Regions from separate parts of the Sus scrofa genome. Here region 2 is linked to region 1. Evidence: chromatin contacts called from public HiChIP or PLAC-seq data. All regions are on one chromosome and are shown on one strand. Each heading gives the region's core, a stretch centred on a gene start, on an enhancer-like site or on the middle of the called end of the contact. The rest is flanking DNA. Distances are from core to core; before and after follow the strand shown. Region 1 holds the start of RAB22A (RAB22A, member RAS oncogene family). Region 2 holds the start of NPEPL1 (aminopeptidase-like 1).

Evidence for each region. HiChIP or PLAC-seq counts read pairs in DNA pulled down with a chosen protein or histone mark.
Region 2: a contact with region 1 is called in an H3K27ac HiChIP or PLAC-seq map of skeletal muscle, with 4 times the contacts expected there. The contact joins the promoter of NPEPL1 here to the promoter of RAB22A in region 1. A contact is called at or near these places in 2 of 2 datasets of contacts at active chromatin or transcription factors (alveolar macrophages and skeletal muscle).

The regions. Positions count from the first base shown.
Region 1 is chr17:58,513,693-58,520,747 of Sscrofa11.1, forward strand. RAB22A (RAB22A, member RAS oncogene family) reads left to right here and starts at 1,293. Exons shown (of 7, transcript NM_001123174.1): 1 at 1,293-1,573; 2 at 2,529-2,608. The coding sequence starts at 1,538. PPP4R1L reads right to left here and starts at 1,130. Exons shown (of 13, transcript XR_002340199.1): 1 at 1,094-1,130; 2 at 910-955.
Region 2 is chr17:58,870,492-58,876,948 of Sscrofa11.1, forward strand. It overlaps NPEPL1 (aminopeptidase-like 1), which reads left to right and starts at 5,193. Exons shown (of 12, transcript NM_001123148.1): 1 at 5,193-5,445; 2 at 6,103-6,288. The coding sequence starts at 5,296. It also overlaps a transcript of STX16 not described here.

The sequences.
Region 1 (7,055 bases), core at 43-2,542:
TTTTCAGTAAACACCAGTTCTTACTATTCTGAAACGTGCAGGTGGGGAAAGGAAGAGCCCAGTAGCCCCCCCCCCCATTAATATTGACCACCGTGATGATGTACGACCTCCTTCACCAGCAGGCATCCCCCACGTGGTAATTATCTGTTTACAAGTCTCTCCCCGGACCCTGAGTCCCTGAGAGTCAGCCTGGTGAATGGTTCATCTTTGTGGGTGCCGGGCTGGCCCAGCCCAGAACCAGCAGGTGCTCAAGAAATGTTTGTTGAATGGAAAAGCAAAGCTTCATTCACCACAATTAGGAACTTGCAAGTCCAGGAAAACCTTCCCCAGCCATCTGCCCTTAAAGCGATGTTAAAGGACAGGGTACGACGTGACAGGAGAAGGAGACCCCTGGAGAAAGGCGGGCGACAAGGGGCTCCCTGGACGAGGCGGAGGTGAGCTTGCGGCCAGGACGCGTGAGAACTCCGCGGCGGCCACCGGAGAGCCGGGCCTCCCAACTGCCCGCCCTCGGGGAAGTGCCCAGGGAGGGCAAAGCGGAGACCCGGGGGGTCGCTCCCCCACGCCCACGGCGGCCACGCCTCCTCCCGCCCAGCACCTCCGGGACTCTGGACGCCGGTCCCCGCAGGGCCGCCGCAGGGGCACGAGGAGGAGGAGGAGGAAGAAAGTGACAGGAAGTCAGAAGTGTCCCAACAACAAAAATCCTCCCGGTGGCGGGGAGGGGGCTCCGCATCTTCGGCCGCCCCGCGCAGAGAGGAGGGACCGCCACAAGTGGTCTAGACAGTTGGGGTCCCGCTCTTCTGCTCCCAACGCGCCGAGCCTAGTTTGTAGGTCCCACCCCCAAGTTCAGTGCACCCCGAATTCTGTGAGAGGTTCCCGGGCAGGGGCGGGGACGCCCCAACTGTTACTTACAATCGTCTAAGTCATCCGGCAAGTCCACAAAGTACCGGGGGAATTTCTGAAAACCAAGAGACACACAAGAAGTTACGAGGGGGCTGCGGCAGGCAGGCTCGGGGCCGGGATAGGGCTCCCCCGGCCTCGCGGGGCGATCACGGCTAGAGGGGAGGGGGCGCCCCAAGAGCCCGGCCCCACTCACCCGCCATCTTGGGATGGGCCCGGGGGCGGGGCCGGCGGGAGGGGGCGGGGCCGGCGGGAGAGGGGCGGGGAATCTGGCCTCGGGCCCCGCCCCCGGGCCCGGGCCTCCCCGCCAGCCTCGCGGCGCCGGCCGGCCCCGCCCTCTCGGCGAAGGTGGCTGCCGAGGTGGGCGGGGAGGTCAGGTGACCCGGCTGGCGTCCCAAGATGGCGGCAGCGGAGGCGCCCGGGAGCCCGCCGCACCGTCCCGGCTGCTGAGGAGGGCCCCGCGCGGCTGGCGACGGACGGGCCGGGCCGAGGGCCGGCGAACGGGCGGCCGCCGCCTAGACGCGCCCCGCAGCCGGGGCTAGGCCGTGCGGCGGCGGCGCCGGGGGATGCTCGTGCTGGGCCGGGCCTCTCCCTCCTCAACTTAGGGCGGCGGCGGGCCCGCGCCCCTTGCTCCCGGGCCATGGCGCTGAGGGAGCTCAAAGTGTGTCTGCTGGGGGTGAGTGGTGACCGGCTGGCCAGGAGGGCCGCGGGAGGCCGGGCGGGCCGGGGACCCGGGCGTGCCCACATCCCCCCGCCCCTTCCCCCAACCTCCGCGCCGGACGCCGCCTACCTGCCCCGGGACCCACCCTCCAGCCCCCGGGCCGTCCAGCCCACCGGGCCGCTCCCTCCTGAAGGTTTTGCTGGGCCGGGGGACCTTCCGCCTTGTCTGGAGCCCTAGGAGTCGTCCTGCCCCCCAGAGGATGAAGAGCCCTCCCTGCCTCCCCTTGCATCTAGGTTAAGAGCAGCTCTTGAATAGTTTCCTACCCATGTACTAGTTAGGAGTTGGCCCAGTCTTGCAAAGTAAAACCCATAACAGGCCTTTAGGTTTTACAAAGCTTGGTCTTTTGAACTTGTGGGATACCCCTGACACTTCAGGAAGAGTTACTTTTCGTGGAGCGGGGGGAGACATTCAAATCAGGAGGCCCCAAAATTAGTTTGCAGCTTAAGTTTCCTGTCTTGTCAAGGCACCTTTGCTGTTTGGGAGCATATCTGAGGTTGATGCTCTCCTGAGTTGCTGCTTGAAAGACTGATAAAGATTTCCATTGGTTTTCCTCTTTCCCAGATTGGGTGGGGCTGGGATATATCAGGGATTACTCAGAAGTAATTCAAGAGTTCAGAGTGAGTTATACAGGTCAGAAAGCAAGTGAGTTTGTCACTTTTCACACTAAGCAGAGACTTTGGGTCTTTCAGAAGGTTCTCGTGTCTCTTAAAAGCTCAAAACCCCTCTCCTACAATCCGTTTTGAAATCTCCGAAGTACTCCACTGAATGTTTATAAAGACTTCCTTGGTGTCCCTTAACTTCTAAAATTCAGGATGATTTTTCTAAAGTCCTCAGCTCTTGGCACAAGATCGTTTTCAGTGTCTTCAAGCAGGTAAACCTTTTCTGATTCACCTGTCTCATTCTCTTTCAGGATACAGGTGTGGGTAAATCCAGCATTGTGTGGCGGTTTGTGGAAGACAGCTTTGATCCCAACATCAACCCAACAATAGGGTAAGAGATGGAGCTTATTGAATATACATGTAAAGGTGTATTGAAAGTCCTTTCTCATTAAAAATGTGTCACAGGGGGCGGCATCCTCATTTTAAACTCTAGTAAATTTCGAGGCAGTGGTTCCTTTTGTCTCAGGAAGGGCTTAAAACCCTCACAGATTGCTGGGTTTTAGAAAAATTGGCTTTTGATTTCGTGAAAACTTCAAAATGGAAACATGAGTTTAAGTTTGTTTTAGAATACACATAATGCCTTCAGCCTGTGACTATAACACCAATTACATCTTGAAATAAGGCAGAAGAAAACAGGTCCTAATAATTTTTTTCCAGCATGTCAACTGAAAGAAATTTTAGGTGGCTTTAGTTCTTTCTGAAAAGTAGTTTATGGTCTTTCTGAACCTTTCTCACACCTTCCTGCACTAGGAGTAATGATGAATTGATAAATTAATGTCAAACCGTAAGGGTTTTTTTCAGGTATCTGGTTCTTAGAATAAGCGAAATTGGCTATAGGCTTTTTGACTTTGCGAAAACTTTCCCGAGTGTTTAAATGTGATATTAACTCTTTCTCTTGAGAAGTTTTGTTTCATGGATTTTAGTATTTTGTTATTGCTGGTAAAACTAAGTAGCTGCTCTGCAAACCCCTGATCACATAGTTTCTCCCATTTAAAGAAATTGTGTTCCGCCCAATTGGGAGCTATGTTACAGCACATCCACACGCATCCGAAGGCGTGACGGTGCCGCAGCCACTCACTTTGCGAGGTGAAAATGCCTTCCAGGACCCTTCAAGAGAGAACTGCGTCTGTCCACACGCTTAAGGTGTGAACTCATCCTCCTCAGGGCCTGCGTGTCACTACCTGCCTGGGAAAGCGAATGGACAGGAAGTGAGAGCAGGGAGAGCTGGCGACTCAGAGAATGACGCACCTCACCCCACGTCAGCGCTGACCACCCCAAGGCTGGCTTGGGTGGAAGTGCGCTCTCAGACGAGAAGAGGGGAGACGGAGGGTCTAGCTCTGGCAGTCATGCGGAGGCCTGGGGCGCGGTCCTGGGCATCCCCGCTTCCCTGTCTGCCAGCCCCCCTAGTCCGACAGGTGCTGGGGTCTTTAACCTCCTGGAGTCCCACTCTCTGCACTGGGTGGTCTAGGCTCACACCCGCAGAAGAGACAGATACGAGGCTTTCCACTCATCCCCTCCCCCTTCCTTCTCCTCGGCAGGTGTCTTCCTCCTTCATGACCACCCCCCACACACCTGAGCTCCGGAGCCCCCCTTCCTCCCGTCTCCCCTTTCTTCCGCCGCTCTGCCTCCGTGTGGGGGCCTGCAGAGGCGCCCCCACTCTGCAGGCGCCGCCAGGGCAGGGCCATTCCCCACACCTGCCGTGCAAACCACGGGACTCGAGAAAGAGAAGTTACTGCTTCCTCAACTGCTGCTTCTCCTCAACCACCATGGTCGCTGTCCCACCCCTACCGTCCCCTCAAACCTCCTGCCCTCGGTACCTCGCTCCATCTCATTGCCAAAGCCACAGGCTCATTTATTTGTCCGCTCATTGAGTGCCCACTGGGTGCCAGATGCTGAACTGGGTGCTAGTGATTCAGATCAGGGGTCCACACCGTGACCCTCTGGCCACCTCCTGTTTTTAGAGAAAGCGTTACCGAAACACAGTCACACCTGTTCCTTTACGTGTTGTGTCCGCTGCTTTCCGGCTGCAGGAGCAGAGTTGAATAGTTGTGACCGAGACCCTGAGACCCTCAAAGTGGAGAGTATTTACCGTCTGGACTTTTTCAGAAAACGTTTGCCGACCCCTCCTGCCCTCGTGCATCCCACCTGGAATAGTCTCTAGATGAGGTGCAGGGAGTGGTCTGCGTGGCCGCTTTCTGTGCCCAGAGGAGGATGCAGCGCCCGAGAGAGCCTGTACTCCGGGCCGCCCGCGGCCTAAGGGAGTGGCCGGTTCTGGGGAAACAGTGAAGGTATGAGGCGCTTGGCAGCCCCGATGTTGAATTCTTGACAGACAAGTGGATTATCTCTCAGAAAAAAGTTTTTGAAGAGTGAACAGTAACTGCTTAGTGTGGTCGAGGGTGGCGAGTGGCATGGGGACAGCACGAGCTGTGAGGCTGGGGACACGTTGCAGGGATGGCCAGGAGCCCGGGGAAGGCAGCAGGGCCAGGCCCCAGACATCAGCGGAGCCTCCGACGTCACGACATCCCGTCCGCGCTCCCAGGCCCGTGTGTCCAGCCCGTGAGTTGGACATCATCTGCTGGAGAACTTGGTGTCTGTCCCTCCAGCCCTAAATCCCTCACTCCTCCCATACTTGCAGGCTTCCCTGATGAGCCAGATGTGTCGTATGGGGCGAGGCTCAGCCCTGAGGCCCCATCCTGCCTGGACTTCAGTCAGGGCCTCTTGGTGGGGGTGGGGAGGCCTTGGCCGTGCCTCCTGGGGTGGGTGAGAGAATTTGGTAGCGCACGGATGTGCACAGGAAGTATGGGTGGTTGGTGGTAGCACCGTGATCAGATCTTGTTGGTTATCACACCCCTCCACCCGCCAGTCCCATCCCGGCCTCGTTCTTGCTAGTTCTGTGCAAGCGCCGGGACCAGCGGCCTGCTCCCAGTGCAGCAGCGCGGCCCCATCTTTCCTGGACTGTGCGCCGGCTTCGTCACCTGTTGCCCTGCCACCTCCTCTCCCACTGGCAGCCCCGTTGCTGTTGTCGCAGCATCTTTAGAGACAAGTTCAGTCCCCTTGCTGGCGGCGGTGGTGGAGGAGACCTTTCCCCACCCGGACCTCGATGCTCCTCTGCTTCCTCCATGCTCTTGCTCACGCCTCCCCGCTGTGCACACACGGCCTCTCCACCCCTGTGAGCTTTGCACACGCTGTTCCCTCGGAGAGGCCCTTTGTCTTTCTTGTCCCCTTGGTGAGTTCCTGCTTCTCTGTCAAGGCTCGAGGCCACCTTTAGCCCCTCTAAAAGTCGCAAACCCGATACGGGCAGGATCCAGGCGAGAAGGTTACTGAGGGAGACGGCCGGGGAGGAAGAACTGGAGACTCGCAGGTGTGAGCGGCCCTGGCATCCAGCCTTTCCTGCACCACACTGCCCTCCTAGCCCGTGGGCACTTGGCTTTGGCCCCTCGCCCCTGTTATATGTACGATTCCCAGCTAGACCCCCTTCTGTTTCGTTTTACCGGCTCTTGCTTGATGACCTAACTCATGCTGTGGCCTCAGGTTGCATCTATAGCAGGTATTTTCAAAACGGGGGCTTTTTTCAGACTTATACCTGCTTTTCTCCCCTCCCCCCACAAACGCATATACCTGGGAAGACAGGGCCCCCCCATCACATCACCTCGATAGTGAGCTTCAATCACCAGCGGAGCATATTGTGTTCCTTAAGCATGCTGGGATGGAAAAACGGATGAAACTCATGTAAACAAACCCACACCATTGGTACCAAATTCTCTCTTCAGCCCTAGACCTGTGGATTCCACAGATCACAGGGCCCTTGCCCACGCATGTGACTCCAACACCTAGGGCCTCTGCAGTGCTCATAAACTCCCATCAGAGGCTTGGGCCTCTGCTCCTCTTTCGACAGGTCTTGTAAAGAAAAGGACCAACGTGTCCCCTCCCCTTCCTGAAGCCAGCAGGACGCACCAGCTCCTGGCCAGGGCTCCTGGGAAATACCCTTCCATCCCTGTTACTGGTGTCGACTTCGAGACCTTCCTCTGCCCTCCTGCTGGTCCAGATGTGGACTCTGCCACCTGCAGCTGGTTAACCCTGAGTCTGTTTCCTCGCCTGAAAAAAATAGTAATGGTGGTCCCAGCTCCATATTGTGAGGGAGATTCTCGGAGATTCTGCGTTTAAAATGTTTAGCTAAGTGCCAGGAACACTGGGGTCAATACATGATAGCATTATTATTTTAAAATACTTACATCTTTTTAAATCTTTTGAATTATTTCTATGAAGGTAGTGCATATGTGTTTTTCAGTATGTTGGTTAAGCCTTGTTAACCAGCAAGGCTTGTCGGTTGGGTATAACAGCCCCTGGTCCACTCTGACTCACTCCCAAGGGTCAGCTGCTGCTGAGATGGTATTGAGTGGGTTTTGTTTTGTTTGCTGATTGTTTTTCCTCCAGACATTTTGATAACAGGCATATGCTGCTGATTCTTGGTCCCTGCGCTCCCCCCCTGCCGCCCAGGCTCCCAGTTTTGCATTAGCTATGGATCATTTCCTCCGGACAGTGGGAATGGTGTCATCCTGCTTCTCCCACCTCCCCCGGCCCATTCGCCGCCCTCCTTCTTTCCACTAAAGCTCCATCACTGAGTGTGAAATAGGGCTCAGAATGCAGGCTCTCAAGGGAGGCTGGCTGCCTTCACACCCCAGGGCTAGCGCCTAGTTGCCCTGTGGCCGCGAGCAAATTATTTAATCTCTTTCTGACCAAATTTGCACATTTGGAATAATTAGTTGCATCTAATTATA
Region 2 (6,457 bases), core at 3,943-6,442, 360 kb after region 1:
GCATCTCTTGAACTGCAGAAATGATTTACATATTCAAAAAATGCAAGTGGAAAGAGAAAGAAAGAAAAGGGAGGGAGGGAGGGAGGAAACAGCTGGAAAACCAAGAGCTGCCCACCATCCAGTTGTACCTACAGCAAGTCCTGAAAGGAATTCCGGGTGCCGATCAGGAGTGAGGCCCTGTGCTCTGGGCTCTGGGAAAACCTTAGATAAGATATTTTCGGGAGAAAACTTCACGAACCCGGACGCTGGCACCTTCCTCTCCTTAGCCGAGCAGTAAAATCTGAGCTCTCTGCTCTCAGGGGCCAAGAGCAACCTTCTACCACGATGTGGGCTTGGTTGCACCTCCCACCAAAGGCAAGTCGAATTTGAGGATCCCAGTGGGCGCCGTTCTCGGAACAAGGAGGGAGGAAGGGAGAAGGAAGGGTCTGAACCGGCCGCGTAGCTTTGCTGTCAGGGGTGAAGGCTCTTTGCCGAGAGCCGCCGCAAAGAACAGCGGAGGGTCCCTCTGAAACAGCCCCTGCTTCTGTCCTTTAAGAGGAGCAGGAGTGACGATGCCCGGGGAGCCCGGCGCACACTCGCTGTGCCGTCCTGGGCATCTTCACAACTGTTCCCGTGACGGGGGGGAATCAGGGCTCCTTGGGAACATGGCTGATGCGGCACGAGGGGCGAGGCAGGAACCCAGGGAGCCTGGGGGCCAGAGAGGGCAGGAGGACTCGCAGGGCAGCACGTGCCCAAGACCCAGGAGCCCGCCTGACGGGGCTCGTGGAACCGCGGTCCGGAAAGATGCAGGTACGTGCGTGAGGGGACCAGGCCGACCCCCGGGCCCGCAGCCGCGGCAGTCACACACACCTGCTTTGGGCTCAGGGCTCTGCTGTCAGCACCTTGAAATTCGTTTTCGTTGTCTTTATCTTTTTTTGAAAAGGAGACGCTGCATTTTCCTTTGTGCCGTGGAGCCCACACCTGACACGTCCTGGTCGTCTCGCCTCCGCAGTAGCAGGCAGCGAGCACAGACGGGAGCAGGTGACGGGAGACTAGCGGGCTGGCTTCCGGCAGAGAGGCTTATTGGATTTGAAAGCCGTGGGGGGAGAGGTGGTCAGGAAACAGAACATTCTAGTGGGCTCCGCGTGTCACTCCACGCATCCTACGGAGGAAACCGACTTCAGTTCTGTTAAGTTGGAGGGGGGAAGTGCATCCTGACCATGAGGCGAGCTGGCCGACCCCACTTCAGCCAAGTCACCAAGCCTGGGCCAGCACCGGAGACACCCAGGTCAGGTGACTCCCGGTGCGGCGCGGCGGGTCAGCAGGGGTGTCCTTGCCAGTAACGGTTAACCCGCATCTAATCCTAAGGAAACGCTTGCAGACGGATCCAGACGGTCGGCCCTTCTGTGAGACATGTTCCTGTCAGGAAAGACAAGGGCAGGGATTGTTCTGGCTTAAAGGAGGCCAAAGAAACTTGACAGCCACAGCAGCACGTCTGATCCCATTTGGAGTCTGGATTTAAAAAGAAAAGGCCGTGAAGGCCATGATGGGGACAATTAAAGAAATTTCCATGCGGACCGCAGATGAGATGATAGAATGGCTTCGACGTTAAATTTCTGTGGCCGTTGCCATCACGTGGGCTGGTGCTGCTGTTCCTGAGAGACGCCCACAAGGGCATTCAGGGTACGTGTATGCAGGAAAAAACCCACGAATGCACCGACATAGGCACACATACCCCACGTATGAACCTAGGCGAAGGGCAGACGAGGGCTCTTTGCCCTGGTTTTTCAACTTTTCCGTAGGTTCGTGCATTTTGCAGCGTGTTTAGGGAAATGTGATTTTTATGGCGATTAGTTAATTTCCCATCCTTTGGGGGAATGTCTCGTGCAGATCTTCTGAGCTGCTGCCTAACGCATTGCTGACGAAAACCTCACCGGGTCGGGGGCGAGGGGTTCCCCGACATCCCGTGTAGTGACGGAGGACGAGACGAGCTGGACCCAGGCAGCCTTCAGGGAGGGAGGTCGTGCACCTGTCTCCCCCCCACCCCCCGGCCCCGCTGTCTTCCTGGGGCGGGGGCTCCTTTCGAGGCCAGCTGCTCCATGGACGGGGGTCATGGGGGCCGGGCCCTCTTCCTCCACTTCCTCTGGGCACGGGAAGCGACAGGTCACTGTCAGCCAGGAAGGAGCCCTGCCTTTATCTCGCGTTGGCCCTGATGAGGCCTGTCCACTGGCGTCCAGAGCCCCTGAGCGTACGTCTCCCGCACCCTGTTCGGGAGCTCTGGCGGTTCCAGAATGGCCCGGGCCCATCCGTACTCGTGGCAGTGGTTCACTTTGTCAGGAATCACACTGGCTGGCACACCTGCCCCCGAGGCCCTGCTCAAGCATCTCATCCAAACTCAGGCTTGCTTGGGGTTACTGCCCTGTTTGTTCTTTACCCCACGTGCAAACACGCACGCCCCGTTGCAACCCCGAAGCTGGAGCCGGCCTGCAGCTCTAAAGCACTGATAGTCCTGTGTTCTGATTTTGCAGGGGTGAGCTCTGGCCGGAGACGCACACAAACACGCATGTTTGATACACCGAGAGCCGTCTTCCACGGCGTGACTTGAGAAATATGTTCTATTTCTAGAATGAGATTTGTACCCAGAAAACCTTCCTAACACGTCCTGGGAACTTTATTCTGATTTCTTCCAGAACTTTTTAAGTCTTGTCCTCAACTCCTAAACCAAGTCCGAAGACCCAGCCGAGTTTGGAATGCCTTTCAAGTCCTCAAAAACATCAGTTACTTCTTGGGTTGCATTAAAGAGCTGGTAAGTTGTTTTAAATTTTCACTTTTTTAAAGGAAGTTCAATTGAGGTGACTTTTTCATGGACAGTGAAATATCTACTCAGTGGTGGATTAATACCGTCATAAAAATGCATCTAAACAAAGCGGGACCTGTCTTATTTGTGTCGAGGGCTGCAAAGTCTGCCATGAAAAGGGGAGCGTGCGTTCCTGGGATGTGAGTTGTATCTGTCACCAGCGGCCTCTTGAGGAAACTGGCAGGCATGCGAAGGGGGATAATTCCTTAGCGTTCTGTTGAGTTTGGATTTCTTCGATTCAGGGGTGGCTTAAAACCAGAATCGGGAGTATCTGCTTCTCCTGCCGTGTGTGGATAAGTGTTCAGTAAACGTTGGTCGGAGGTTGTTCCCCTTCTCTTGGGGCCATCAGCCTCACGCCGCCTGTCCTTAAATATGGAAAAATCCTACAAAGGATAGACTCTCCAAAACTGGTCTCTCTGCTCTACCAACACTTCCTCTCCCTCGGCAATGCCCGGTATACAAACTGCCAGGTCTGGCTTCCTAAAATGTGGTCAGTGTGCAAAAGACCGTGGCCGGAGGCAAAGACGCCCCCCGTCCATCACCACCCCTCTTCCCAGTGCCTGGGAACCCGCTGCTCTTCCACGCTGGCATCGGGGCTCCGGGGATACTCTGGGTCTGTGCCTTCCTCTGGGTTCTCCCACCTGAGCGCCTGCACCTGTCCTGCCAGCTTGGGAAGCCCTGCTTGCCCCGTCAGGCCCTGCTGCGTGCCCTGTGCCTGTCTGTGGCATATTTGCAAACAGAGAAAAAAAACATGATAGATCTCCAGACAGGCCCTTTGTACCCTTTACAAATGTGTGAAAACATTCAGCTGCTGTAAAATCTTTTGAGGAAAATAAGATCCAATTAGCGCCGACTTTTGTGTCGGGGAAAGCTGAGGGTTTTCGAAGGAATTCTTTTCACTCAGTCAAAAACTACTTTTTTTCCCCCCCCCCCCCGGAGAGCGCCTGTGCTGTGCCAGGCCCTGAAAAAAAAGGCAGAAAAAAATGACCCACCTTCAGAAGGCAGAAGCCCTGGTCTGTGGGATGCTTTGGGCTGTCTGCCCCGTGCCAGGGACCACGGCTCCAAGCTGAGGGGCAGGTGCAGAGGGAGAGGACAGGGAAGGTGAGAGTGTGGCAAGTCAGGGGGTCAGGGGACACGCTGGGAGGCCAGTGGTCGCAGCCCCAGCTGCCAAACTAAGGAGCTGGCTTTGCTGTTTTTTGTTTTTGTTTTTTTTCCTTTGGCTTTGCTGTTTTTTTCAGGTTGATAATGAAGAGGAAATTCAGCATATCAGAAGATGGGTGCGTGGAACTAGCTGGAATTAGCAGAGAGGGGTGCCAGCCAAAGGCCCTTGAGCAATCAGGATGTGGACAGGATGGGGTAACAGGTTTTTATTTTTAAATGACTCCTGGTAGAGCTTCCTCAGCTGGCTCACCACTCCCTGAACCTCTGATGTGAGCTGCAGTGGACGCCAGGCACACCCACCACCCACCAGGCGCCCCCTGCCGTGACCCAGGGGACCCTCTGCTAGCCTTACCCCCTCAGTGAGGGCCCTGTAAACCACCGGTGCCCCCTCACCCCCTTTCCTCTCCCTAAGCAGGGTGGGAGGGTGCAGGCTCAGCTTCCTGCAAAGGGATGGCCTGGACAAGGCCCCCCGCTGGCTCGGGCGGCCTGGACTTATAACCTGCCCTCCCAGGAGCAGCAACCTGGGCGCAAACCAGCCCCCGATGATGCCCTTTTCACACCCAAGGCAGCGCCTGGCAGATAGCAGGGGTCCCCACTGACACTAAGGAACCCCTGACTCCAGGACGAAGGGGTGTTGACACTGCCTAGCGCGCTAGAGTGGCCGGTACAACTTGGGAGCTGACCCCAATCCGAGAATCACCGAGCCACAAACCTGCTGGTGTGGCGAGTGTGGTGGGGGCGGCCCGGTCAGGGAGGGTGCCCCTGCACCCCCGCTGGCTGCTCGCAGACGCCGGGGGGCCTGCCTCTCCCCCGCTGGGCTGGCGGGGCTCATCCGGACTCCGGTCCGGTGGACACCGCTGGGCCGAACTTGAGGCCCGGGCCCCCGGGGTCTGCCGGCGGCCCGCTGGGGCCGGGGCCCCTTCCGGGAAGGGCTTCCGGAGAGGCGCGTTTCCTCCCCGGGAGGGTGGGCCGGGTGGGCCCCACCCAGGGGCTGCCCCAGGGGTCACGGCCGGCTCGGGGTGGGGCCTGCCGCGGTCCGGGGCCTGGCGGCGCCGGGGCCTGCCCGGGGTCAGGCCTGCAGGTCCGGCGCGGCCCGGCCCGGCCCTGCCCTCCGCCCCGCCGACCCGGCGCCCCCTCGCGCCCCGGGCGGGCCCTGCACGTCTCGCGAGCGGCCCGGAGCGGCGGGGGAGGCGGGGCCGGCGGCCGGGCAGGGCCGGGGCGGCGCCGAGGCCCGGCCGGAGCGGGAGCCCGAGCGGAGCGGGCGCGGCGGCCGGGGCGGGGGGCGCGGGCCGGCGAAGATGGCGAACGTGGGGCTGCAGTTCCAGGCGAGCGCCGGGGACGCGGACCCGCAGAGCCGGCCGCTGCTGCTGCTGGGGCAGCTGCACCACCTGCACCGCGTGCCCTGGAGCCACGTCCGCGGGAAGCTGCAGCCCCGGGTCACCGAGGAGGTGAGCGGGCCGCGCCGGCCGCCATGCGCCGCCCCGCCGGCCGGCGGAGGCCGGGCAGGGGGCCGGGCCGGCGGGGAGGCCGCGGAGGCCCCGCCTCGGCCCGCCCGGCGCCCCCGGGCCCGCCGCCCGGTGCGCCAGGCCAGGCCAGGCCGGCCGGCGAGGCCCGGGCCGCCCGCCTCCCGAGAACCAGAAGAGCGGGCTCCCGTCCAGCGGCCCCGCGGCGAGCGCCACCGCGCCCCGCACCCACCCGGCCGCAGGCTCGTGGGCAGGGCTGGCAGCTGTGACCCGGCTCAGGGCCCTGCCCTCGAGGGGCTGTGCCCCGGCCCTGCGAGGGGCCCTGACACCTGCCTTCCAGAGCCCTCGTGGCAGTGGCCCCCGAGCTGGTCGTTTGTAGCAAAGCAGCCCCCAAAGTGGCCTTTGAAGTTCCCCCTGCTTAGTCCCACGAGGGTGGACGTGCGCCAGCACACACACACACACACACACACACACGCACGCTTATCACTAGCGAGCTGTGACACATCTGAATTACAGATGGGGGTGCGGCGGGGAGGCTGCGAACTGCCCCTCTAGCTTAGCAGGCTCCGCAGGCCACCAGGCGGGGCCCTGGCAGGCGGCTGTTGGAAGGCTTGTCTGTCTGTCTCTCCCCCTCTGGTGCAGCTCTGGCAGGCCGCTCTGAGCACGCTCAACCCCAACCCCACCGACAGCTGTCCCCTGTACCTGAACTGCGCCACCGTGGCCGCCCTGCCCTCCCGGGTGAGCCGCCACAACAGCCCCTCGGCCGCGCACTTCATCACCCGACTAGTGCGGACCTGCCTGCCGCCGGGGACCCATCGGTGCATCCTGGTGAGTGCTTCTGAGAGAGGCGGGCCCACCCAGCCCCTGCTGCTGAAGGTGGCCCGAGGCTCAGCCCTCAGGTCCCCAGTGCTCCGGCCGACAGTATCTCAGAGGTGGACGATGCAGCCACGGCCGCACACCGTCCCCCCTGCTTTGCAGATGGGGAAACTGCGGTCCC